Linked DNA regions of Zea mays: all the other regions are linked to region 1. A link is a contact called in public Hi-C data. All regions are on one chromosome and are shown on one strand. Each heading gives the region's core, a stretch centred on a gene start, on an enhancer-like site or on the middle of the called end of the contact. The rest is flanking DNA. Distances are from core to core; before and after follow the strand shown.

The links. Hi-C and Micro-C count contacts between places; a contact is called where the count stands out from the background.
Region 2: a contact with region 1 is called in a Hi-C map of leaf, with 2.0 times the contacts expected there. The contact joins the promoter of LOC103645947 here to the promoter of LOC103645943 in region 1. A contact is called at or near these places in 3 of 25 Hi-C or Micro-C datasets (endosperm and leaf).
Region 3: a Hi-C map of leaf mesophyll shows a contact between it and region 1, with 2.0 times the contacts expected there. The contact joins the promoter of LOC100383040 here to the promoter of LOC103645943 in region 1. A contact is called at or near these places in 13 of 25 Hi-C or Micro-C datasets (bundle sheath, ear, leaf and 3 more) and 1 of 3 datasets of contacts at active chromatin or transcription factors (leaf).
Region 4: a contact with region 1 is called in a Hi-C map of endosperm, with 2.6 times the contacts expected there. The contact joins the promoter of met5 here to the promoter of LOC103645943 in region 1. A contact is called at or near these places in 16 of 25 Hi-C or Micro-C datasets (bundle sheath, ear, endosperm and 4 more) and 1 of 3 datasets of contacts at active chromatin or transcription factors (leaf).

Annotation. Positions count from the first base shown.
Region 1 is chr2:10,599,270-10,603,096 of Zm-B73-REFERENCE-NAM-5.0, reverse strand. It overlaps LOC103645943 (myosin-11), which reads left to right and starts at 2,155. Exons shown (of 9, transcript XM_020548133.2): 1 at 2,155-2,500; 2 at 3,572-3,671. The coding sequence starts at 3,600.
Region 2 is chr2:10,782,068-10,785,894 of Zm-B73-REFERENCE-NAM-5.0, reverse strand. It overlaps LOC103645947 (bifunctional purine biosynthesis protein PurH), which reads right to left and starts at 1,916. Exons shown (of 12, transcript XM_008670672.3): 1 at 1,666-1,916; 2 at 1,470-1,554; 3 at 1,044-1,125; 4 at 740-836; 5 at 549-651; 6 at 287-417; 7 at 1-110. The coding sequence starts at 1,782. It overlaps LOC103645946, which reads right to left. Exons shown (of 9, transcript NM_001301622.1): 9 at 3,627-3,827. The coding sequence ends at 3,627.
Region 3 is chr2:10,438,866-10,442,692 of Zm-B73-REFERENCE-NAM-5.0, reverse strand. It overlaps LOC100383040 (accumulation of photosystem one1), which reads left to right and starts at 1,802. Exons shown (of 9, transcript NM_001175717.1): 1 at 1,802-2,016; 2 at 2,098-2,208; 3 at 3,776-3,827.
Region 4 is chr2:10,734,780-10,738,606 of Zm-B73-REFERENCE-NAM-5.0, reverse strand. met5 (DNA methyl transferase5) reads right to left here and starts at 1,940. Exons shown (of 20, transcript NM_001111697.2): 1 at 1,413-1,940; 2 at 1,200-1,296. The coding sequence starts at 1,912.

The DNA of each region.
Region 1 (3,827 bases), core at 906-3,405:
AAGGTCACCGCAAATTACATGCAAGCTGCGTGACCACACCCCGCACGCCTGAATGTGGCTGGAGTTTCTTGTTTGCTGATGAACTGAGCGATAGGCCGGCTTGCAAGGTAATCCAGACCCTAAAGACGTGCGCACACGATGGAAACGCCTTTTGGAGCGATGCATTATCGATCGACACATTATTTTCCCGCACAGGCAATCCAAAAGCGGAAGGCTTTAATTAAGTGTGGGATCTGTGAAAATGACCTGGTCCGTGGGAACTCAGATTATTCTTGCCATTTTTTGTGGGCCGCGAAAGTTGATACGTATTTCAATATTAAACCAATCTAATTTGTTGGACCCACAAGCATGACTAGATAGAGAGCATACCATATGCAAAATGAAAGAGAGAGAGAAGGATGAGGAAGAAAGAGTTTGGTCGCTTTTTCGCTGAATCGTTCGTCGCTCTACCCTATGTTCTACTGTAGTAGTCATGTGTAGGTGGCCGTATGACTTTCGGTTGACTTTTACCATGGAAATCTTAGAGGGTCCTTGTAACCCCGAGCTACAAAATCGGTTCATATTATGATCTTATGGTAGGTAGTGGACCATATATAGTTTATTTACATGTTATTGCCACACATTAATCTATTACAAGCTCGGGTTAACTAATGTTTGTTAATCCAAATCCGAATAGTCTATAAGTTCCCTCTATGGTGACCGCTTAAATTGCAAAAAAAAAAAAAACAACTTCATTCCATGAAATGTTTGCCAAACATTCCACGTCCACCAAATCCAGATTCACTAAACTAGCGAATCTCAAAATTTGCGAACTTGATAAAAAAAATTAACCACCGTTATCACTAGTTACACAACATACCCCTTTATTCTTTTTTCTCTTTCCCTTCCTTCATCCGCACCTTTCTCTCTCGTCCGTGGAAAAAATCCATGCTTAGGCGACAAAGGCTCTACACTGATCGAATCCTCGCCCTAGACGCCACTGACCATGTGCTCCTCGCCTAGCACCCATGTAACTTGGAAAGGTGCGAGTAGTCATGCCCTAGTCGCATCAGCTCGCTATGATGCCTGATCGCACTTAACCTCGATTGAGGCTCTCTCTCCCTCCCTCCCTCTCACTCTAATCGCTTGTACATCTTTCCCTCCATCTCCCTCCCTCTACCCCCACTCCACCCTGTGTCTCTCTTCCTATCCCTCACTTCGTGCAGCCACGCTCGTGTCCGCTCCAACCCTGGTTGACCACACCTTTCCCCCCTCTATCTTTTCACTCTCCTTACTGTGGTAAGCAGCGACAACACCAACCTTGTTGTCTCTCTCCCTCCCATCCCTCAATCCAGCCCACGCAAGCCCTTGCCTTATCACTCTTCCCATGCCCCCTCACTCTATCCAACCCATCCCATGCCCACTCTAACCAGTCATGCATACCCCCACACTCTGGGCAGTCGTGCTTGTGCTCGCCTCTAGGCATGGTCGGTCGTGCCTATTTCTCTCCCTCCCTCCAATCTGGTTGTGCTCTCCCTCGACCTAGGCGCACCAAACTATATTGTGCATTAACTATCAACTATCATGATCGCGCCTGACCAAGTCCTAAAAGAAGTCATGTTTTTAAGAGTAGGAATAAAGAAACCCTAACATTGATAAAGTGAGGCCTACAAGGCTATCTACCATAGCCTTACATACCCCATACTTGAAATTTCACTATGTGACATGGTGCAATCTACAATACAAAATTGTGTATTCACGACTATATACACGATGGACGACAACCTAAAATAAAATATTCTATTTAAACTAAAGTAATTAGATTTTATAGTACTAGAACTGCTTCATTAATTTTAGGTGCACATTTACTTTTTAAGGAGTAGACCCGTTCAAAATACCATAAGAGCCCATTTGGAATGCAGATTTTTTAGATGAATTATACAAGAATTTCACAGAAATCAATTTATTTTTATAAGAAAAACACTGGAAATGAGAAATATTCCCACATTGCAAAGAGCCCCAAGCCTGTTCTTCCTACGGAGCGAACCCACCCCAGTCCCCACCCACACATTTATTTTTCCTGCATGCTGGCTACTCGCGAGAAATGTTTCGTGCACTTCCAAATCTGTGTCGAATCCACGTCAGCTCAGTACTGGAATGCTGAGGAGGTGAGCTCACAGGCCGGTGAGCCCAGCAACCCCTCCGGCACTGCATGCGGGTCCCACCCGCCGGACGCGGCAGCTCAGCCAACAGCACGCATACGCATACGGCATACCGCAGCACCGCCAGCAGGTTACATATAAACCCTCCCACGACGGAAGAAACCCCCGACGAAATAAAAAGATTCTCTCTCCTTTTCTTTTTCTTCTCTCCACCCGCTTCTCTCTGTTGATTTCTGGCCGGGGTTGGCTGGCTTGGTTCTCCTTCTGGCTGCTCGCTCGCCTGCAACCGCCAAGGGACAGGAAGCAAGAAGGATTGGACCGCCGTCCGCCGGGACACCTCTTCCTGATCCAAATCCAAGGTGACTTATGTTTCTTCTGACTGGATTGGATGGAGAGGTTCTTTTGTATTGAAAACGGCCAGTTTTTTCTTCTTTTTTCTTCCATTTTGATTCTTGATGAGTCCGATTGCGCTCGGGGTTAGCGATTATCCACCGGCGATTCCCCGTCTGTTTTGGTTCGGAGGTCCTCGCTTCGCTTCGCTTCGCTTCGCTTCGCTTTGCCCGTCTGGACACTGGAGCCCTCTGTCTGGAGTCGCCGTGCCACCTCGTTGGCGTTTGGTTCTCGGCTTCTCCGATGCGTGCAGCGTGCTGGTGCAGCCGGAAGCTGCCAGGAGGAGTGCTGCGCCTCTCTTCGTTTGCCTCGTGCTTCCCTGCTTGCTTCCGTTTCCTTTTCCGGTGTTTCGATCGATCAGCCACCTTCAGTTTCCTTTTCCGGTGTCTCGCCCCGATCGGATCGCTCTCGCTCCTCTTTGACTTCGCGGGCGCTGCAGATGCCATGTCCCCGCTCAGGGTAGGCAGTGGAGGGGACGAGACGGTCGTGGGGAGGTTGGTGAGTCCGGGCTGTCGTCTTTGTCTCTTGGCTTTGCTTTTTTTTTTTGTCCTTGTTTGGTTGCTATGCCTTGCTGTCGATCCTTGTGTTTGGTGCCTGCAATCTTGTGCTTCAAGGGTCAGTGAGCTAGCTCAGATCAAATAATCTAACGTTTTCTTTAAAAAATCTTATCTGGTCGTGCGCACAGCGTGTTCATCGATGTGTGCGGTCTTTTCAGTCTGTTCTGTGAGCTGAGCGCCTTTGCACGGTTCAGATTCACTCGATTTTCCGATCCAATTTCGAGTTGTTGGTAAGTCTTGGCATGAGTAGGAACCACCTAATCCTTTCCGAGCACCAGAATGATTTTACTTTACACTGTGGACACATTGGATTCTAGCCGTGAACTTTATCTCTGTATCCTTCATCGTCCAGGCTGTAAAAGAAAGCCCGTTTTTTAATGCCGTTGGACTGGACTGAGTTTCTGCCTTGGATTCTACTGTTACTTGTTTTATGTATGATTCGATTCAGGAATTGATGCTGGTGATTCTTGCTACCATTTGCAGGGACGGACAGCTAAAGTAGCTGTGGAATATGGAAGTCGAGCAGGCCGCCGAAGTAAGCGCTCCAGAGACGGCTGATCTTAACGTGCCTGCTAAGACGCCGGTAAGAAAACATGCTATCCCTTACTAATGCCCACTTAGCAACTTGAGTATTGTTATGGGTTTCCTACTTACTATGTTTGACCGAAGCCCCTTGCTATAGCTTTGCTAAGGCCCTGAGAGACACACATTTCCAATAACTGAAAACATTTAGCTTCCA
Region 2 (3,827 bases), core at 667-3,166, 180 kb before region 1:
TTCCATGCCAACATCCTGGGGAACTGCTGATCGTCTCGCTTTCCTTTAAGGTACTCCAGTAAAGCAGGATAATCATTATGATCCACCACAATAAGAACATCCTTATGGTTCTGTCAGAACACAGAGCAATAACTTTAACAGAATCATCCATAGTTAAAGTACACCAACCATGTATATCACTATTACCATTGCAATATATGTCCCAGATGCAAAAAAAAAAAAAAACTGCAATCATGTAGTGAGAATTGCATGGTAAATGGTGCCAAGAGCAGAAATACTTAGTTACCTTGGCTGCAGCTCTGATCATCGTGGGCCCACCAATATCAATATTTTCAATGCCATCCTCAAAAGAGATGTTACCAGAGGTGACTTTGTCATAAAAGGGATACAAATTCACCACAACCACATCAAATGTCCCTGTGCCCCAAGAAAAGAGTTTTTAGTTCATATACAGTTTGTTGACCTACAAAGTTAGCAGAAAGATTGAACCTTGTTGTGTGACAATTAAAATTCATAAGCAATGTTAAATGGTGGAATAATAAATTCACCAATTCCATGATCTTTTAGTGCCTTCAAATGATGCTCCTGGTCTCTCCTGGCAAGAATACCACCATGTATACTTGGGTGCAATGTTTTCACTCGTCCATCAAGCTGAAATAACGATACATGCAGACAATATGTGAAGACGAGAAAAGAATTATGTTCATTACCACTAACAACATTCTGTAGATGCTCAAACCATTTCAGGGAAATGTGTGATTTCTTCAACTTTTGTTACACTGACTCCTGCTGCTTCCAGGCTGGATGCTGTTCCACCAGTGGAAACGATGGAATACCTATGGGGACAAAACGTTGTTTATGAGATACTTCATTGCTGTTGCTGAGTTAGAATTTTACTTTGTTCTTTACCTCGAACTTGCATCCTTATTTTTTATACTATACAGAAGTAATATACATCATATCATCTACAAGTAAGAATTCCTACTACCTAAAACACCCTGGCAGACAAATTCTGGAAACAAGTCATAAAGACATATTCTTACCCCAAACCCTGAAGACCATTGCCAAGATAAGCCAAGTCCGTTTTATCCGACAACGATATCAATACTTGTTTCTTTCCTGAAACTGTAGGATACCAACAACAGTTAATAAACCCGAAGTAAGCCCCCGGTGAGTTAGGAAATAATGGGTATCAAAGAACACACGCACAATTTTATGGGCAGCTAGAGCATAGGTATATTCATAAACATAACTGATCCCTTAATTAATTCAATTTCCAGAAACGTGAAATTAGCCGCGACCATGACTCATGAGAAACATCCAATCTAGGATATTAGAGATAACCAACTAGACGAAATCATCCCAATAAGATTTCTTCAGTCACGGTACACAAAAGGCAAGCTTTTACCTATACAGCTCCACGACAAACACTAGAGCACATGAACAAAGAAATGAAAAACTTTAATTACCGCTGGGCTTGGTCTGCGCCGCTGCCACGGCGGGGCCAGCAGACCGCGCCACCGCCGAGAGGGACGACGCAAGGGCCACGCGATCCTGCAGGAAACCAGCAGCAGGCTCACTAGACAGTGATTAAAATCACGAGGCGACCAACGGAGGAGGGAAGCAGGCAGGGAAGTGGCAGCAAGAGGCGGCCGCGCGGAGTACCGTGTGGCGCGGCGCCGGGGCCAAGCTGTGGCACCGGCGGAGAGGCGCCGCGCGCAGACCTGCCGCGAGCTTGGCAGCGGTGGCCGGGGACGACAGCAGGTGGAGGTGGAGCGGCATGGCTGCGCTGTCTGCTGGGCGGGGCGGGGCGGGGCGGACTGGCGGCGGCGCACCGAGGGGAATGGAGTAAAAGGCAGGTGCAGGGTACAGGAAAGAACGGCTGCCAACATTTTTTTTTTCTATTTCTAATGTTATTTCCAAAAAAAATAGTTTTCCTGAAAGTGTATATATATTATTTTTCAATAAAATCTAAGCTTTTGTTTGGATGTCTATGTATCCTTTTAATCTATTTACGTTATAATGGTTTACTGTGTACATAAACATACAAAAAAATCAAAAAGTTGGTCTTTAGTCAAACACAACGGGATGTAAATTGTCAAACAAAATTGATATCAGAAATTTTATTACACGTAGTAAGGGCTAGTTTGAGAATTTTATTTTTCTAAAAAATTCATATTTTCCTAAGAGAAAAAAGAAATATTTTTTAAAAAATAGAAAAATCTCTTAAAAAACAGATTCCCAAATTAGCACTAAATTGTCAAAACTTTCGGTAGAAAAAAAATGCTCTGGGTACTCTTAATGGCGTCTCGCTAACAATAGCAAACGTCTACAAATAGAATAATGACACCATTCTTATCAACCTTATGTTTTTGAGCATTTATGATTATATCTCTCTGGCCTTGCAATTATAATTTTATCCCTCAATTTTAACTTTATGATTTTACTCATTCGTTTTTAAATCGAAGCTGCGTCATACCCTTGCATCGTTACGAGGAAAGACAGATGCATATGTAATTTGTTGTGGTTTTATCTCTTGTTATATAATTGTGATTTTACTCCCAACTTTAGGGTTGCGCTTGTACAAAATAAAAAGAGGGTAGTTAGGGCCTTTCACTCGTTTCTTTTCACATTTTTAACACTAATTTTGATTTTCAATATCGGCGTTAAAAGGGAGGGCAAACGGTAGCTTTGTTTCAAAATAGAGAGATTAAACTATAATTAAAAAACAAAAGGTAATTAGGCCATGTTTGGAAGGCTTATGGGGTGTTTGAATGCATTAAAACTAATAGTTAGTGACTAAAATTAGTTAAAATATCCAAACACTCTAGCTAATAGTTCAGCTATTAGCTATTTTTAGTAAATTAGTTAATAGTTAGCTAGTCATTTGTTAGCTAACTAATCTAACTAACAATTTTTAGCTAACTAACTATTAATTCTAGTACATTCAAACACCCTCTTAAGAAGGTGTTTAAATGCACTAGAGCTAATAGTTAGTGGCTAAAATTAGTTGAGACATCTAAACACCCTAGCTAATAGTTTAGCTATTAGCTATTTTTGGTAAATAGTTAATAGTTAGGTAGTTATTTGTTAGCTAGCTAATTCCATTAATAATTTTTAGCAAAAGTTCTAGTGCATTCAAACACCCTCTAAAGCTAATAGTTAACCAGCTAATAAATTATTAGTTAAGTTCAATCACCTAATAAACTAATTGTTAATTGTGAATTGGTTAACCATTAATTAGGATATTAGCTAAAGATGTTTGGAATTTTAAAACTAATTTTAGATGTTAATTACTAGTTTTAGAGGTTCTAAACTGTGTCTAAAACCTGTGAACGATATTAGTTAAAGATGTTTGGAATCTTCAAAACTAATTTCAGCAGCTAATTATTAGTTTTAGAGTTTCTAATCGGGTCTAAATCACAATTATCCTGTTTTTTTACAGAGGACACACCGGGCGTCGCACGCCACTCGCCTTGTCGGTTGTCACCCCCACGGCCCCACTAAAAGCTCACTGTTTTATTCTGTACAAGTGTACGATACAAGACAATAGTGTACATATCCTACCGTACCCGGGACACAAAAGGACGAAGAACAAGGCTATCTATCTCTCATCAGACAGATATTCAGATGTAGAATATCTGCCCGACATTGAGCAGGCTCTCATGGGGCACGTTGAAGATGACGCTGTTCTCCCTGCACACCCTCCTCATGAAAGCGTACATGTAGTCAACGGCGAGCTTCTTCACGACGCCCGAATCCCGCCGCGCGCGCACGATGGTGTTCCCGAGGATGTGCACCACGCCGGCGTCCTTGCACCGGTTCAG
Region 3 (3,827 bases), core at 553-3,052, 160 kb after region 1:
CCGTCTCGACGCCAACCTCTGCGGCGAGGTGGTCCGCCGCGGCTCCCACCTCCTCTTCTTCCACGAGGGCGGCGCAAACGGTACCGCCGCTCCCCCTTGCAGAGCGTTGCTGCTAGCGACAGCGGGCCGCAGCGGGAGAACCTGAGCGTGCCGGATTACGACACTGGAGAACCTGAGTGTGCTCGACGGCGGCTCGTGGTCATTGTCAAGAGGCTGGACGCCGCCAAGATTGGCCCAGTAGCACTGGGAGCAGAGGCGTTCGAGCAGAACATGGATGTTGTTGGCCGACTGCGACACTGGAAGCAGAGAGATCTCGGAAGCAGAGGGCGGCTCGAGATGAACCCCAGCTGCTGCGCCAAGTCGTGCTCGGCCGACGACGCCACCACCGTCTTGTCCTCCTCATCCTGCTCGTCTGGCTCCGGGGGCAGATCTCCTGTCACCGGACCACGACCGCCCCGACGCTGGCCGCTTCCTGTGCTGCCTCGACGTGTCCAGCCTCAAGCGTCGCCTGGTCGCCACCTTCTCCAGCATCCACGCCCACCAATGGAGGTACTTGGTCCTGGGCCAGGCTTGCTTCCACCTCGGCCTGATGGAGGACGCGTTGGTGCTTCTCCAAACCGACCACCGCCTCGCCTCCGTGATGTTCCGGCGCGAGAGCGTGTGCTGGTCGGAGGACAGGTTCCCGCCCCCGTCGAACCTGCTGGCGCCCGCCAATACAAGGGCGGAGTCCGTGTCGCAGCTGCCGGCGCACGTGAAGCTCGTCCTCCACCGCCGCGGTGGCGGCACTGGACGCCGGCCTCCCCGACGAGGCCGTGCGCCATTTCAACAAGGTGCTCGACACGTGCCGCAGCGTGCTGTCGCACCCCTTCGCCATGGCCTGCCTCGGCGAGCTGTCTATCATGATGCCATTGTTGAGGAAGAAGAGAGAAGGAGAGAGCTCACCGGAGATAGGAGTGGCGGCTACGGCACTGACAGCGATGCAGACGGAAATCGTGCCCTGCAGACTGATGGGGTGTTTGGTTTGCCCCTGCTAAAATTTAGCCCCTATCACATCGAATGTTTGAACCTCCATTCGGGGTATTAAATGTAGTCAGATTATAAAACTAATTTCTCAGCCGAAGATTAAAAAGTGAGACGAATCTAGTACAGTTGGTTGGTTCTATATTTCATACTCCTATTTGAAAGTCAAATGCTTGATGTGACCCGGGCTAAACTTTAGTCCACAGAACCAAACACCCCCTGATTCGGACGGAGGAGGATTAATGGTTGTCCTCAGCGCCCAAGAGAGATTTTGAGTCTATACAAACGGTTACGCACCGTATAAGGTGGTGTTTGGTTAGAGGGACTAAAGATTAGTCTCTAGTTTTTAGTCCCTTTTAGTCTCTTTTTTGCCAAACACTAGGACTAAAATATGGACTAAAATGATTTAGTCTTTAGTCCTTCACATAGGTGCTAAAAGAGACTAAAAGCCCATAATTATCATGTTGCCCTTACTTTTTTTATAGATAACTAATATTATGAGTGTATTCTAAGGGTATTTGAGTCTTTAGACAGTGTATTTAATGACTTTAGAATCTATTTAGTCCCTAAAACCAAACATATATGGACTAAAGTTTAGTCCTAGCACTAAAGTTTAGTCCTAAGACTAATTGAAACCAAACATGCCCTAAATTTCCAAATCTTCGAATCCCTCCTCTGCGTTTCCATTTGTTGAAGCCGAACGTTTCATAATTGGCGAAAATCTCCCGTCCAGGCGGCACATTTACTTCTTCCTTATCACCTCCATCTCTCACCCCGGTCTCTCTCCCCTCGCGCGGCCGGCGCCCCAACTCCCTCCCCTCCGGTTCTCGCTCGCCTCCACTTCTTCCTCCTCGCCTCTGGGTCCTGACGCCTTCCACCGTCGGCCGGAGAAGCACCTCCGCCTTGCCACCGTCGGGCCCTGCTGTCTCCAGCCATCGCCGCTCCACCTCCGCCACCCCACCACCGGGTCCCGTCGGCATCTGGCCACTGTTGCCGGTTGTATGCACCGCCCGGATGCGTCCTTCTCCGTTCTCCCTCCACCTCCGTCTGCTGACCGTCACCACCATTCGCCTCCAGGTGCAGCGGCGTGGCGAGGAAGCGCGGGAGGAGCCGGTACGGCGGGACGCGGAGGGCCCCGTCGCCTGGTCCGCAACAGCCTGCATCCCGGGAGGCCACGAGTAAGATAAGGTGAGGGAGAAGAAGTGAAATCCGGCCGCCATGCCGAGGCCTCAACCTTCCGTGTGTCTCCTATCTGAAGACCCCCCACTACCTCCACTGACTCCCCCTTCTTTTAATGTCGTTAAAGTTGCTTTGAATTTTCAATTGACTAATGCGCGTCCGTTCAACACAACGAACAGAAATGGCCATCAGCTGACTTGCACGTTTGTGAGACAGGCTTGAAATATGAAACACATTGCTTGTGTCTACTGAAGTGTTTACTCTTCATTTTTGATTTTATCACTCTAGCCCTGAATGCATTTGCCATCTATTGATGTCATGGTAGAATGTTTGAAGAAATGCCCTTAAGGTGTTAGATGAAATGTCTATATGGATGCATTAGGCAACTGCCCTCAAAGGATTAGATAAAATGAGTATATGAATGGATAGGCACCTCTAACGCACATGTACCACATCTTTGCCATGCCTGTGGTGTTAGTTTTGATGTACAAGACAACAATATGAATTTCAATTTTATCTTATTATTCTATCAACAGATTTATTCAGTGTCTTCCTTTAGAAGCAGTGGTTGTAAATGTTCAAAGTAGCACTTATTATTCATGTTCATTGAGAAATCAACAGTACCGATTTCTGATATTTTTTATATTGTTTGTTTTTTAATGCTGTTGGTCTGCTGCAATAGTACACTGCTACAATAAATTGGTTAGTGTTGCTATAAAATTTGATGCACAATATATGTTCAACATATTTCATATCAAAGTACCATCATCAATTAGGATCACTTATTTTTTCCCTGAAAAGTTAAGCTTACATACTTCATCATCAATCCTTTGATTTGAAAAATTGGTATGTGTGGACTTACCAAACGATGCAGCTCTAGCAGTACGATCCTATTGCACGGCACTGCGGCAGTACACGACTACCAAAGGTCCACATCTTTGTTCTTTGCCTGTGTGCATGTGCTAACCACAAAGATGACACAATACATTAAAGTGAGCATCGGGGTAGGTCCCGCGCCAAAGGTTTATTGTGCTTTCAATTCTAGAACTCTAACACAAAAGAAGGATTAGAGTATCTTCTCCACTTACTAAATATAGCACTATATTGATTATTAAATTATCTATGGCGAGTGAGTAGGCTCTGAGTCCCTCGGAGGATGGACTCAAAGATGGGGAGGCAATAGCTGCGCTGCAAAAAAATGGAATTTATGCCTGCAGAAATATGGCTGCCTCACAACACTCTCAAGCTCAGACGAAGTTGCCACTAAACCCTCAAGTGAATGTGTGAAACAATCAATTAGTAAGGAGAAATATTTGTAACTTAATTTCCCACCAAGAATTATATTTTAAATTTACTTTAGAAGGCTTTATTCATAGTACATTTAAATTTGAGCATGCTGTTATGCCACCATATCTTCTATTTTACTGCTAGGCTCAGCAAGGTTGAGCATGCTATTATGCCATCCATAAAAAAATTAACATGCTGAATGTTTTTTTTCCGGTTCAATTGAAAATTACAATGGTTGATTCTTTTTCCTAATTATGCATTCTATCATAATCTTTCTGCAATATTCAAGGCTCGTTGTTTATCCAAGCCTTTTACAACTTCATAAGACACAATGCATTCGG
Region 4 (3,827 bases), core at 691-3,190, 140 kb before region 1:
TTGGCGGGTAGGTTATAATAGGAGAGGAGAGGAGACGTGCAGTGACTGTAGATGGGCTAAAAAAGGCCTAATAACTAAACCCTAGCCGGGACGACCAGGACACATAAGTCGGACGACTAGTCACCCTAGTCGACGATTAGTCGGACGACCAGGACGACTAGGTTATCTGGTCGAGTCGTCCAGCAAATCGTGTACTAATTACCGACCAGCCCGACTAATCGCGATTAATCGCGATTAGTCGGACGACTTGAAATCATTGCATTGCATCATCAATGTTTGTGTTCAGCTGAATTACTAAGAATTTTCATCAAACTAAAATTTAAGACACAAACAACACTTTAACTTCATAAACAGGCAAATAAGACAAGAAAATTTTCAAATGCTCTCAGAGATCATAATGGATGTGATCAATGGCTGGCACCCCTTTATATTATACTCCCTCTAGTCACAAATACTTAACACATGTGAGTATTCCAATGGCACACAAGCGATTTAAACGGTGAAAATGTTGAACTTACCATTAAGTTAGCATAATTTAAAAATATTTAACAACCTAAGAATTGGAAACTATTAGAGGCTAAAGTTGTTTTTGTTCCCAAATTGTATTTAGCAAAGCTTTTTGGCAAAGCTTGATATTTATGAACTCTTTGCTCGGCGCCATAGATTTGTAAAAGGACCAAAATTCACGTTTACCGAACTTTTTTCGGAAAAATTACCAAAAAAACGGTGCGTCGAAAGTACCACCATGTATAGTGGTGGGCCTACATGCAAGCAAGGGTATTCAATTGAATACTCATTATTTTTGGCAAAACAATTATATATACATGTATATGTTATGTATATAAGCTAAAATATTATAAAAAAACATAAAATCATACTGTTTTACAGCTATTTTGTCTAAACTTTGGTTTTCACTAGCCCTCTTCATTTATGTACCGTTCAACCGATCATACAGTACAATAGTGTAATTTTAAATTGTCAAAAAATATGTTCTACCAAAAATTTGAATACTCATACTTCAAATCCTAGGCCCGCCGCTGACCATGTAACGCTGGGCGCTGACCACACGCACAACAGATTGCAAATGGACAACAAAAAACAATTAAGTGATGCTTCCTTAACAAATACATGAGCAGTGCGTAAATGAGAGCAGCAGCAGCAGCATGACAAATAAAGGCAATGAAGACGATGGGCAAAACCTTGACATAAACGTCATCCCCGAGGCAGTAGACAATGTTGTCCACCTTAGCGCTCCGGTAGTGGCACCTGGCCTTGAGCTCATCGTCCTCCTCCGGTCTGCATGCGCAATAGATTAACAAATAGCAAATTGCTCAGCTCTCAAGCAACGAACAGGGAGCAAAAATCCAGTCATAGTCATACTAAACCAGGGTAAGAAGGGAGGGACAATATACTTATTTGCGGCAGTGCTGCGCTCGTAGCGCTTGGGCCAGTTGCTGTGCGCCTCGGCCGCAGCAACGGGGCTGCCGATGAACTCGGGCACGTGGTCGCCCGAGGCGGCGGCGCTCCTTCTCCCCACCCTCTTCTTACCGGGCGACCCGGCCGCGACCGCGGCCACCACCTCCTGCATGGCCTGCTCCTCGGCCTCCGCCTCCTCCTCGCCCATGGCCAACTCCTCCTCGTCGGGCTCCTCGGCGCACACGTCGTCCACAACGGGCTCCGTCTTCTCGGTCTCCCCCTTCTTCTTCATCCCCGCCACGGCCGGTTTGGCCTGCTTGGGCGTCGGCTTGGGCTTCTTCCCGGAAGACGCCGCCTTGCGTCTGCGCTTGGCGGTGGACGCAGCCACAACCTCCTCCTCCTCCTCCTGGTTCTGGTGGATCTCCTCGGCCATGGCGGAGCGCTTCCGGCCGGAGGCGCGCGTGGGCCTAGCGGATGACGGGGAGCTTGGCGCCATGGCAAGGGATGCGGTAGCTGCTGCTGCTGCTGCTGCTCTCTAGGGTTGGGAGACGAGGGGTTTGGCAAGCTCTGGGGGTGTAGAAATCGAATCGAAGAGGATCGGTCAAATGTGGAAACAGGGCAGAGAGGAGGCGGGAGCGGCAGTGGGAAAACGAAACCCGAACCAAAAAGATGGAGGGAGCGGGAACGTCCAATTTTTTACGGCGCGGAGCCTTCTGCAGGCTGCAGCGGCCAGCGGGAGAGCCCGGATTCGAATTTTTGTTCGTCTCCCGCGAGCGCCGCAGGCTTTCGGATGTTGGCCCCTCTACCTCCAGCCCTGTCTGTCACATGAACCAGCTGTAGGGTGGCCCAAACTGTGTGGGTAGTTGGGCCTGTTTGTTTCGTTTTCAGTCGGATTATGACCATGAGACAGCTTTAGCCGTTTATGTCTTTATGAGAATCAGCTTTGTGAAAATAACTCCAATCTTTACTTTCTTATTGTAGGCGTGCACACCCGCCGTGTTCTGCCTCTCTACAGCTGTCTGCCCGCGCGCCCCCTCTCCTCCGCGATCCTCCCCCAGCGCGTCTACAGCTGTCTGCCCGCGCCCCCCCTCTCCTCCGCGATCCTCCCCCAGCGCGTAGATCCCGGCTCCGCGACGAACGCCTCCGCCCCACGCCATCCGTGCCGCCATCAAGGGATCTCCTACCACCAGCGCGTAGATCCCGTCAACCAAGCGAGTCCCGCCGTGAATGTCGCCCACCTCCCTCCGACTCCGAACGCGGGGCTTCACCAGACAAGAACGCGCCAAGCCCGATGCTCCCAGGACCACACCGCCCAAGCCGTCGAGCAAATCCGCATTGTGCAAGTGGTGGCGCAGCCTCGCGCCCGCCCTGCTCGCTGCCGCCGCTGTGGTTCGGGCCAGGAGGAGTGTTCAAAGTGGCCCTGTTTGCGGACCTGCATTATGGCGAGGACGCGTGGACGGACTGGGGCCCCGCGCAGGACGCCGCGTCCGACCGCGTCATGGCCGCCGTCCTCGACGTCGAGAACCCAGGTGCGTGCATGCGCACGCTCTCCTTTTGCTCCCCTTACCCTTTCCCTTTTCCTCCGAAAGAATCAAAGAACTGAAACGGAACTCCCTCTCTGCCTCATGGTCTCTGCGGCGGCGGAATTCGATCCACGCATCTTCGCTCAGACTTGGTGGTGTACCTCGGCGACCTGGTGACGGCCAACTGATAGTCGCCTAGAGGGGGGGTGAATAGGGCGAAACTGAAATTTACAAAAATAATCACAACTACAAGCCGGGGTTAGCGTTAGTAATAATAAATGAGTCCGCAAGAGAGGGCGCAAAACAAATCGCAAGCAAATAAGGAGAGTGACACGTGGATTTGTTTTACCGAGGTTCGGTTCTTGCAAACCTACTCCCCGTTGAGGAGGCCACAAAGGCCGGGTCTCTTTCAACCCTTCCCTCTCTCAAACGGTCCCTCGGACCGAGTGAGCTTTCCTTCTTCTCAATCAACCGGGAACAAAACTTCCCTGCAAGGGCCACCACACAATCGGTGCCTCTTGTCTCGGTTACAATTGAGTGTTGATCACAAGAGCAAAAGAGAAAGAAAGAATGCGATCCAAGCGCAAGAGCTCAAAAGAACACGGCAAATCTCTCTCGCTAGTCACTAAAGGCTTGAGTGGAATTGGAGAAGATTTGATCTCTTTGTATGTGTCTAGAATTGAATGCCTAGCTCTTGTAAGTGGTTAGAAGTTGGAAAACTTGGATGGCAATGAATGTGGGGTGGTTGGGGTATTTATAGCCCCAACCACCAAACTTGACCGTTGGCTGGAGGCTTCTGTTCGATGGCGCACCGGACAGTCCGGTGCACACCGGACAGTCCGGTGCCCCTGCCACGTCATCACTGCCGTTGGATTCTAGCCGTTGGAG